Regions from separate parts of the Xenopus tropicalis genome. Here region 2 is linked to region 1. The links are chromatin contacts, called in public Hi-C maps. All regions are on one chromosome and are shown on one strand. Each heading gives the region's core, a stretch centred on a gene start, on an enhancer-like site or on the middle of the called end of the contact. The rest is flanking DNA. Distances are from core to core; before and after follow the strand shown.

Region 1 (3,983 bases), core at 357-2,856:
TGGCGGTATATGGAGGGCGCTGATCTATAAGGGATCTGACAGCTTGTGTTACCGCTCACCTGGTGCTCACTGAGGGCTGAGCTTTCAATCCCAAGCCGGTGAGAGTTGAACATCTCTCTAACGTTGGGAAAAGTCTGCTGTTGGGAGCCAAAGTTGTGCCCAGAGAGGTGACTAATGTCTGCGCCGGGATTGAGGTACCAGGGTGCAGCAGTCTGTCCCCCAGTGGCAGTTTGCTGATGATGGCTAGAGGTCAGCACACTCTCCTGGCCGGAACCCAGGCTCATGGAGTTTAAAGGGGAAGCTGTCCCATTGTGATGATCTGAGGTGGCCTCCTCCAAGGTAGATGGAGCGCACATGTGGCTCGGTCTGTCACCTGTATACAAACTCATAGCTCTCATGCTACACTGGTAGCTCCCACTAGTGTCCATACTTTGGGTGCAGGCCTGGCTATAAACAGAGCTCTGCGTCTGGGTGTAGTTAATGGGCAGAGAGGGCACCATGCCAGTCCGGCAGGGAACAGCAGGTACCGGGCTCAGGTCGCCATGGGGAGAAGTCCTAAGGGTCATGATATTCTCCACACTGAAGCCATTGCTGGCCGGGTGCTGATCAGGGATGGAGTTCTCAGTGGAGACAGAGGGAGTGGAGGCCACACTGCGGGGGCTGTCCTGCATGGCACTGCCGCCATCGGGGCTCAGGTTCTCCACTTTGGTGATGACTGGCAGCTCGGGGGACTCGCTCTTGATGACAATCTTCTTGTCGTGCTTTGGCAGCTCCAGGCTGGGGATGGGGCCTTGCACTTTGCCCTGATCCTTAAGGATCCGATCTTCCTTCTCCCGGCTCACGTCTTTCTTCTTGAACCTCCTCCTCCTCCTGAGGAAACTGCCATTCTCAAACATGTTGTACGAGTCCGGGTCCAGGGTCCAGTAGCTGCCCTTCCCTGGCTTCTTGTCGTCCCTGGGCACCTTGACAAAGCACTCATTGAGCGACAGGTTGTGCCTGATGCTGTTCTGCCAGCCCTGCTTATTCTCCCGGTAGAAAGGGAAGCGATCCATGATGAACTGGTAGATCCCATTTAGGGTGATCTTCTTGTCGGGGGCGTTCTGGATGGCCATGGTGATAAGGGCTATATAACTGTAAGGCGGCTTCACCAGGTCCTTGGGCGCTGCCGGTTGATGGTGGTGGTAAGGCCCATAGGATCTTGCCATGCCCGGAGTGTACTGCTCATGGGCCGGGTACACGCTCATAGGGGTGGCCATGCTGCCATAGGTGCCCGCAGCCCTGTAGTAGTTCTGTTCGCTCAGGTAGGGCACTACCCCTAAAGCATTGGGGTCTGCCACGGAGTAACGCGCCTGCATCATTGGTGCTGAAGTGGTGAGTGCCGGGGGCAGCAGTCAGTGAGGGTCCGGCAGATGTAGGGGGGCACGGTACGATGAAGGCAGCACAGTCGGCACAGAGCAGGCGGGTATCAGCTGCAGTCTGGCATCCTCTTCCCACACACTGCAAGGTATTTGTAGGGGCAGAGGCAGGGAACCCAACGCCAGCAGGCCGGCCACTTCTCCCCGCTCCTCAGATTCCCACTCGGCAGCCACAGGTTTTTAGGCAACGGAGAACTTCGCTAACTTTTTTCAGCGAGCTAAGCTTTTACTCCCAGCAGGGCACGCCCCCTCCCAAAACTTATTACCAATCAGAGTGCAGGAATCCGCAGAGCCGCCCAATCATCGCGCTCCGTTTCTATAGGAATTTACACAGGCTTCTTGCTCATTTATTTTTTTTTTTTTTTAAACTCACCCAAATATGGTCGGCGTAAATTGTAGCTGCTCGGAGTTTTAAACATACAGGCACGCAGTTAAAGTTTTAATCTGTCATCTTAAAAACTATTAATGAAATATTTTAGAATACAAAAGTCCATGTAATATTATGCTCACAATGGATTACATTTAACTTGTGCATTTTATTTGTAAGCTTTGGAAATTTCCCAAACTTAATTACCTTGTAATTTTGGAAATACATGATAACTAATATATACGCAGCAATAGTGTGTAACACTGGAATAAATACATTGCACGTAAGTCGAATTATCATTCCAGCGCTTTTTATATATACTAATTCTACCAATTCCATTCGAAATATCATTGTGGATAAATGTTCACTCGTTTTAAACGACTGCCATGTAGAGTTCTAATGTGGTGTCACAGAGCCAGATGTGGAATTTTCAGAATAAAACAAGTTTGCCTTTTTTTCGTGTAAATTCCTAAATAACTAATACTTCGGTTGATTTTTTCGTTAGAATCAATACACTGTTGCATGTGGCTGTATTGTTTGCTTGATTTTTGGAAGTGCATAGAAAGAAAAAAATCGATTTAAATATATTTTACCATCAATCCTTACTGAATTTCGATATGAAGTGTTTCGAATCCAATATTTATTTTGCTTCAAACAGAGAGGAAAAGTTCACTGGCTTCGTTAGAGGTAATCAGATACAGTTAATTAGCGGAGCATGCTGGTTAAATGCTAATTCGTTTATGCAGAATGGAGAAGCCATGAGAATGCAAAGAAGAACTGACAGCGATTGAAAGTTGTTTGGATTCACAGAATAGGCACAGTATCACAATCTGGTATAGTAACAAACGCTCAGCATTTCACACAGATCCGCAGGGCTAGAATATGTTAATAATATACAGCTAATTTGGAAGCAAATTGTCAAAACTGGAAACTGTCGCTTCTCTAAACCGATATCCAGAGGGTCAATCAGCAATAATATGACCTAAATCGAACCTTCTTTTTGTTAATTAGTTTTCAAGAGTTTTTAAAGATAGATATAAGTCTACATTTTGTCAATAATGCAAAGCTGGGTACATATTAATTAAACACGAAGATTGTTTAAAGGCCAATATTTCATCCTTCAAATTGAATACATGACTGCAGCCTTTTGTGGCTGTAAAACAGCAATTGCTTTTTATTACACTTTCATTACCCCCCAGCCCTCCCTATAAGATAGCCCTGTTTATTTAATGTGACACATTCTTTCTTCACATCTGAGAGACATTTTCGGGATTAGCTGTTGGGAATTCACACTCTGAAATGAAAGGGTGGAGGAGTGCTGTAGCATTTAATTGAATTAGTATAAAATGCAGAGCAGACCATTTATTTTACACTGTCGCCAGCGCACATTTTAGTATGTGGGACACAGAAGTCATATTATCAGGTATAGCTCTGCCACAAAAGTCGCCAAGGAAGGGAAACTCAAGATCATGAATTATTTGATCATTTTTTTGCTCTTGGACAGTTTTTTTCAAATATAGCTCAGTCGGTCGGCAATCATCCACACCTACTAATTCTCACTTGGCAAATATTCATTATTGGAGATATAGTAGAACAAGCAGATTCCACTATTGTCTATGGTGATGTTCCATTGTTGTGTATAGCTTGATTTAAGGGTACCTAGAATAGATTTTGGGGGCTTACATTACAAGCAGAGGTTTTATGCGGAACATGCCTACAGAACATCAAAGAGACAGTGAGACTAGGCTGCTTTTATGAGATACCATACTGCGATGTTAAAGCAGAAATATGAAGGTTTTTTTCCAAACATTGTAGGGGAAAGGGCGCATGAAATTATCTGTGTTTCAGCGGTTCCTGGAAATATTTTTCTTTTAGTCTAAAAAAACACAGGCACAGTCACCAGTGTATGTGTGGACCTAAATAGCTTATATAAAAAGAAAATATATAACAAAAGAAAGCCATTCCTATAAAGGATTTAGGTTAAAGTCAAACAAGAATTTACAAAAGAACAATAAGTGTAATTATTTTCTACTGGAAATGTCAAATGGGCTACAAAGCACAGAGTAGGCTACAACAGGCTAAGTTTCCCTGTAACATTATTTTATAGCAGGTTATCCATAGGGAACACACATTTTACTGATTATGCAAACATATTCTTCTTTAACATTTGCAGAGACATTAACTTTGGTTCCACTTTATAA
Region 2 (4,023 bases), core at 320-2,819, 190 kb before region 1:
GTCTTTCAGGTTGCTAATCTAGAATTGCACCAAACTCCTTATAATATATAAACAACATTGTAAATGTAACCATTATGTAATAATGCATCCATGTATAACAGTTTGTATAATAAACAACCAAGAATTTTTTACACCCCCAAACTAAGGACTTTTCCAGCCTGACCCCTGTACAGTTTCTTAATCCCATTTCCCCTAACCTAGTTAACATACCTCCCACCAAGTTCTCAAGCCTCCCATGACCTCAGCTGCAATGGAACTTCCTCCCTGTTTACCATGCCTGCCAGGTCCTACACTCAGGCCACCCCCCCCCCCTTGATACTAGCCACTTAAAGGGTTCCTCCACCCAAAATCTCTAGCACAGTAAAACAAGCCGTAATTCTAAATAACTTTAAAATACTTAAAGCCTGGAGGAAAACTGACTAAAGTGAGTAATTTGTTCAGAGCTCCCTATCTACCCCTCCCTTTTCTAGGGAGCCTTTGAGCAGTTCATTGTCAGAGGGCATCTTAGTGGACTGGTAATTCATTTTGTCAGCTCCTCTGATGTTCTTTGGGTCAAGAAGTGCCAAAAAGTGCTAAAGTAAATGAGCTTCATATTCTTGTTTAGTGGCAGAAGTGACAGAAAACATAGGTATTTCTTAATTGAAAAAAAGTAAGCAAACAGTGTGTTCATTTACTACTGCCTGGAAGCAAGGGTCCAAATGGCAGCCCTAGTGCCCATTTGGTCCAGCACAATGTGTTGTGCTCCTTGTGCTAGACTGAAACTCTAGTGAAAGATGCATAGCCTGTAGCATGCATAGCCCTGTAGACTGACAGTAAGTTCATGGATCTCCTGTACCTTGCGACTCCTGATATTCCCTTGTTTAAATGTACACAAGCTAGGGGGCATTCCTGGGGACAATGACACTTCCAAACACTCTGAGTACAGCAACTTAAAAGCGCAACCCATGGAGCAACATGCAAAGTCAACACCAATTCTTAGCACATTGTATGTTTGCCTCTGTCTTTATAAATGAGGCCTAAAAGTTCCTTTTAGTGACTTTTCTGTAAATCTGTAACTTACTTATAAATATGCAGAAAGAAATAGCATGCACCGTATCCTGACTAAAACAAAATAGGACAGTAACACAACTACTGAAAGAATCCACTCTTGGGAGTATGCTGAAGACCAATGGAATTTGCTTAAGCTGCACTTGCATTAATGCAATCTATAGTTTATTGTTAGAGCAGGGAAAGGAGTTTGCAGAGCAGGCCAAGTAATCTCAGTGAAAATTTAGGGGCACGCTCTTTGGAACATTTTTGTAGTGTTTTGAAGTGTCCACTTAGAAAAAAAAAGGCTTGTTCTGTATCCCAATCAGTGTTTGGCCTGGCTTTCTAGGCCTCGGCAGTTAGTCATATGGAATGGATTAGGGCTCTCTCTCTCACACTGTGTCTTCTTGGGTGTTCTGCATCCAGCCTTTTTTTTTTTTTTTCTGCTGGGCTCTTGGTTTTGCTTTTCTTAACGGCAGGAAATGCCCCTCTCAGACCACATGTGAAATTGTATGGGAACAGTGGGAGGGACGTGAGGGATGCTGAGTGAAAAAGGGCCCTATCAAGCACAGGACATTGTGGGTGGACAGAGAAAGAGAGATAGTGGTACTGTCTGAGCAATATAACTTTATGGGTTTTAGATCTTAGATGGCAGGCTGAATTGTCGTGGGAGATCGCCTAGAGAAATTAGCCTGTCCTTCATTCTACTATTTCACATGTTTTACATGACCGCAGCCCTGTACAGTGTGAAGCATTACAGCTGCTGTGCAATTTGTTTGAATATTTCCTTCTGCCCACACTAGAGATGCTAGGGAAATAGGCAGTAAATGTTTAATGGCTAATATCGAACCAAACAATAAAAGAGAACTGTCAATCTGCAAATCCCCAAATGTACATAAGTATATTCTCATTTCTTTCATATTCTCTGCTTTTATAGTGAGAGGCTCAGTAGGATCACATAATGCTGGAGTCACATTAAGACCTCTGGTTCCATCCCTGGGTCAGTATGTTGGAAATGTGCTGTGCTCATCAGGCATTGCTGATAAATATGTGCCTGGAAGAGTTTCTGAGCAGCACTAAGCAAGCCTATAAAATTCCCTTGTTAAATATCTTCCCTCAGCACTCATTTTACATCTATTCAATCAACCAGTTTAAAGGTTTTAAGTCAAATATATAAATAGCTCAGAAGTTTTCCTATTTCATTGCCATTTTTCATAAACTTTATAGCTGCTTTGCATAACAAAACGGGGTATAATAAAAAGATTGTGGAATTTGAACCTTGATCTGCCCATACCAAGCTAAATATTGGTTACCACATGGGCTGCCCATCAGTCAGCAGTCCTCTGGCCTGTGTATGTGATCAAAATAATTTGTTCTTTCATAGATAGATAAATAATGGGGTGGGGTATGTCATTCAGATGTCAAGCAGCCAAGCAAGAAAATGCTACTTGTAAGGTTTGTGGGGAAACCATGTAATATTATGGCCAGTGGCACCATTGGTATGCCCCTTGGACAACAATATGCTAACATGGCACAAGTGAATCTTGCCATGCTAGTTTTATTCAGGAAATAAATAGGAATACCATGAAATTGTGATACAATAATAACATTTTTGCTATTGCTGTCTGATGCAAGTTATGCATTATAACATACATGCTCTGTTGTGATGAACTAATTACTAACTGTACTAACTGACTTAGAGGTATATTTATCATGCTGTGTAAGAAGTGGAGTAAAACATTATCAGTGTTGTTGCTCATAGCAGCCAATCAGATGCTTTGCTTTGGCTTTCTAACAGTTTAATTCTAATTGCTGATTGGTTGCCCTGAGCAACATCACCGGTAATGCTTCACTCCACTTTTTACACAGAATGATAAATATACGCCTTACGAGCTGACACAAGGGAATGGAAACCCTGGAATTATCCACGTGGACCTGCTGTTAATTCTGCATTTAAATCTAACTTGGGGGTAGACATATTCTTAGTTTTTTTAGGTGCCTTTGTTCATGTGACTCGTGCTCTGATAAATTTCAGTCAAACTTTACTGCTCCACTGCAAGTTGGAGTGATATCACCCCTCCCTTTTCCCTCCAGCAGGCAATCGGCAGAACAATGGAAAGGTAGCAACATAACAGCTACCAAACACCTGTATTGCTAAAAATGCTCCCATGCACCTAGAGGTAAATATGACAATAGCAATCAATAGCAAAAATACAAGTCCGGCTCATGCTAGTCGTGACTCCTCCAGTTACATTAAGTAGGAGAAACAATTGCTTATCTGAAAGCATTTCCTTTGTGAAATGATGGCACTTTCTAAAAGCACAGTATCAGGCACAATGCACATGGCTGCCTATACACCAATATTACAATTAAATAAGAATACATTTATGAGTTTAGTAATAACATTTTAAATTATAGAATGAATTATGTGCTATGTACACAGTATTATTTAGTAATGAAAACGATATCATTAAAATCACGACAGAATCCATTTAATGATACTTTGGACAAAAGGCACTTCTTGTATTTCTGTATAGTTGCTTGAAACCGCTTAGTCCACCATACTTCTTGTTTGAAATTGGGTGCAGTTGCTTCTATTGATGCAGGGGAATGCTAGAGCTACTGCCACCTCCAAACCAGGCAGCTTCTTCAGGTTTCCAGCATTGGCCTGCATCAATCACAGTGCAGTTCTGTGAAAAGATTAGGGTGCACACCTCACTCACACATCAAGTGCCAAAAATGAACTGCAATTTTGAAAAGGATTGCATCTGATTCACATGATAGCAATGAAGCTTGAATCATAGGAAAAACTCTGCATTGTGGGCAAAAAATATAGCAGTTGCACTTTGCAGTAAGTGATTCCTCCTGTTTCACAACTTGCATGTCATTTTCCCAACAAAAAACCCCACTAATTTCTGTCTGTATTGGAGCACTGAGCACAAGTTGCAATGAATGAAATGTGCACCCACAGCTCTGTTTGTGGATAATAAATGCATC

What was found. Hi-C and Micro-C count contacts between places; a contact is called where the count stands out from the background.
Region 2: a contact with region 1 is called in a Hi-C map of neurula embryo, with 3 times the contacts expected there. The contact joins the enhancer-like site here to the promoter of foxc2 in region 1. A contact is called at or near these places in 2 of 5 Hi-C or Micro-C datasets (gastrula embryo and neurula embryo).

Annotation. Positions count from the first base shown.
Region 1 is chr4:61,558,021-61,562,003 of UCB_Xtro_10.0, reverse strand. foxc2 (forkhead box C2) reads right to left here and starts at 1,606. Exons shown (of 1, transcript NM_213692.1): 1 at 1-1,606. The coding sequence starts at 1,355.
Region 2 is chr4:61,749,312-61,753,334 of UCB_Xtro_10.0, reverse strand. No RefSeq gene overlaps it. Among named protein-coding and RNA genes, the nearest start is that of foxl1, 170 kb to the right of the region's middle. Within about 2 kb of position 1,569, at least 4 of the 11 cell types and tissues checked have an H3K27ac peak or open chromatin away from gene starts, as enhancers often do. A contact at or near this core is called in neurula embryo, where this site is marked.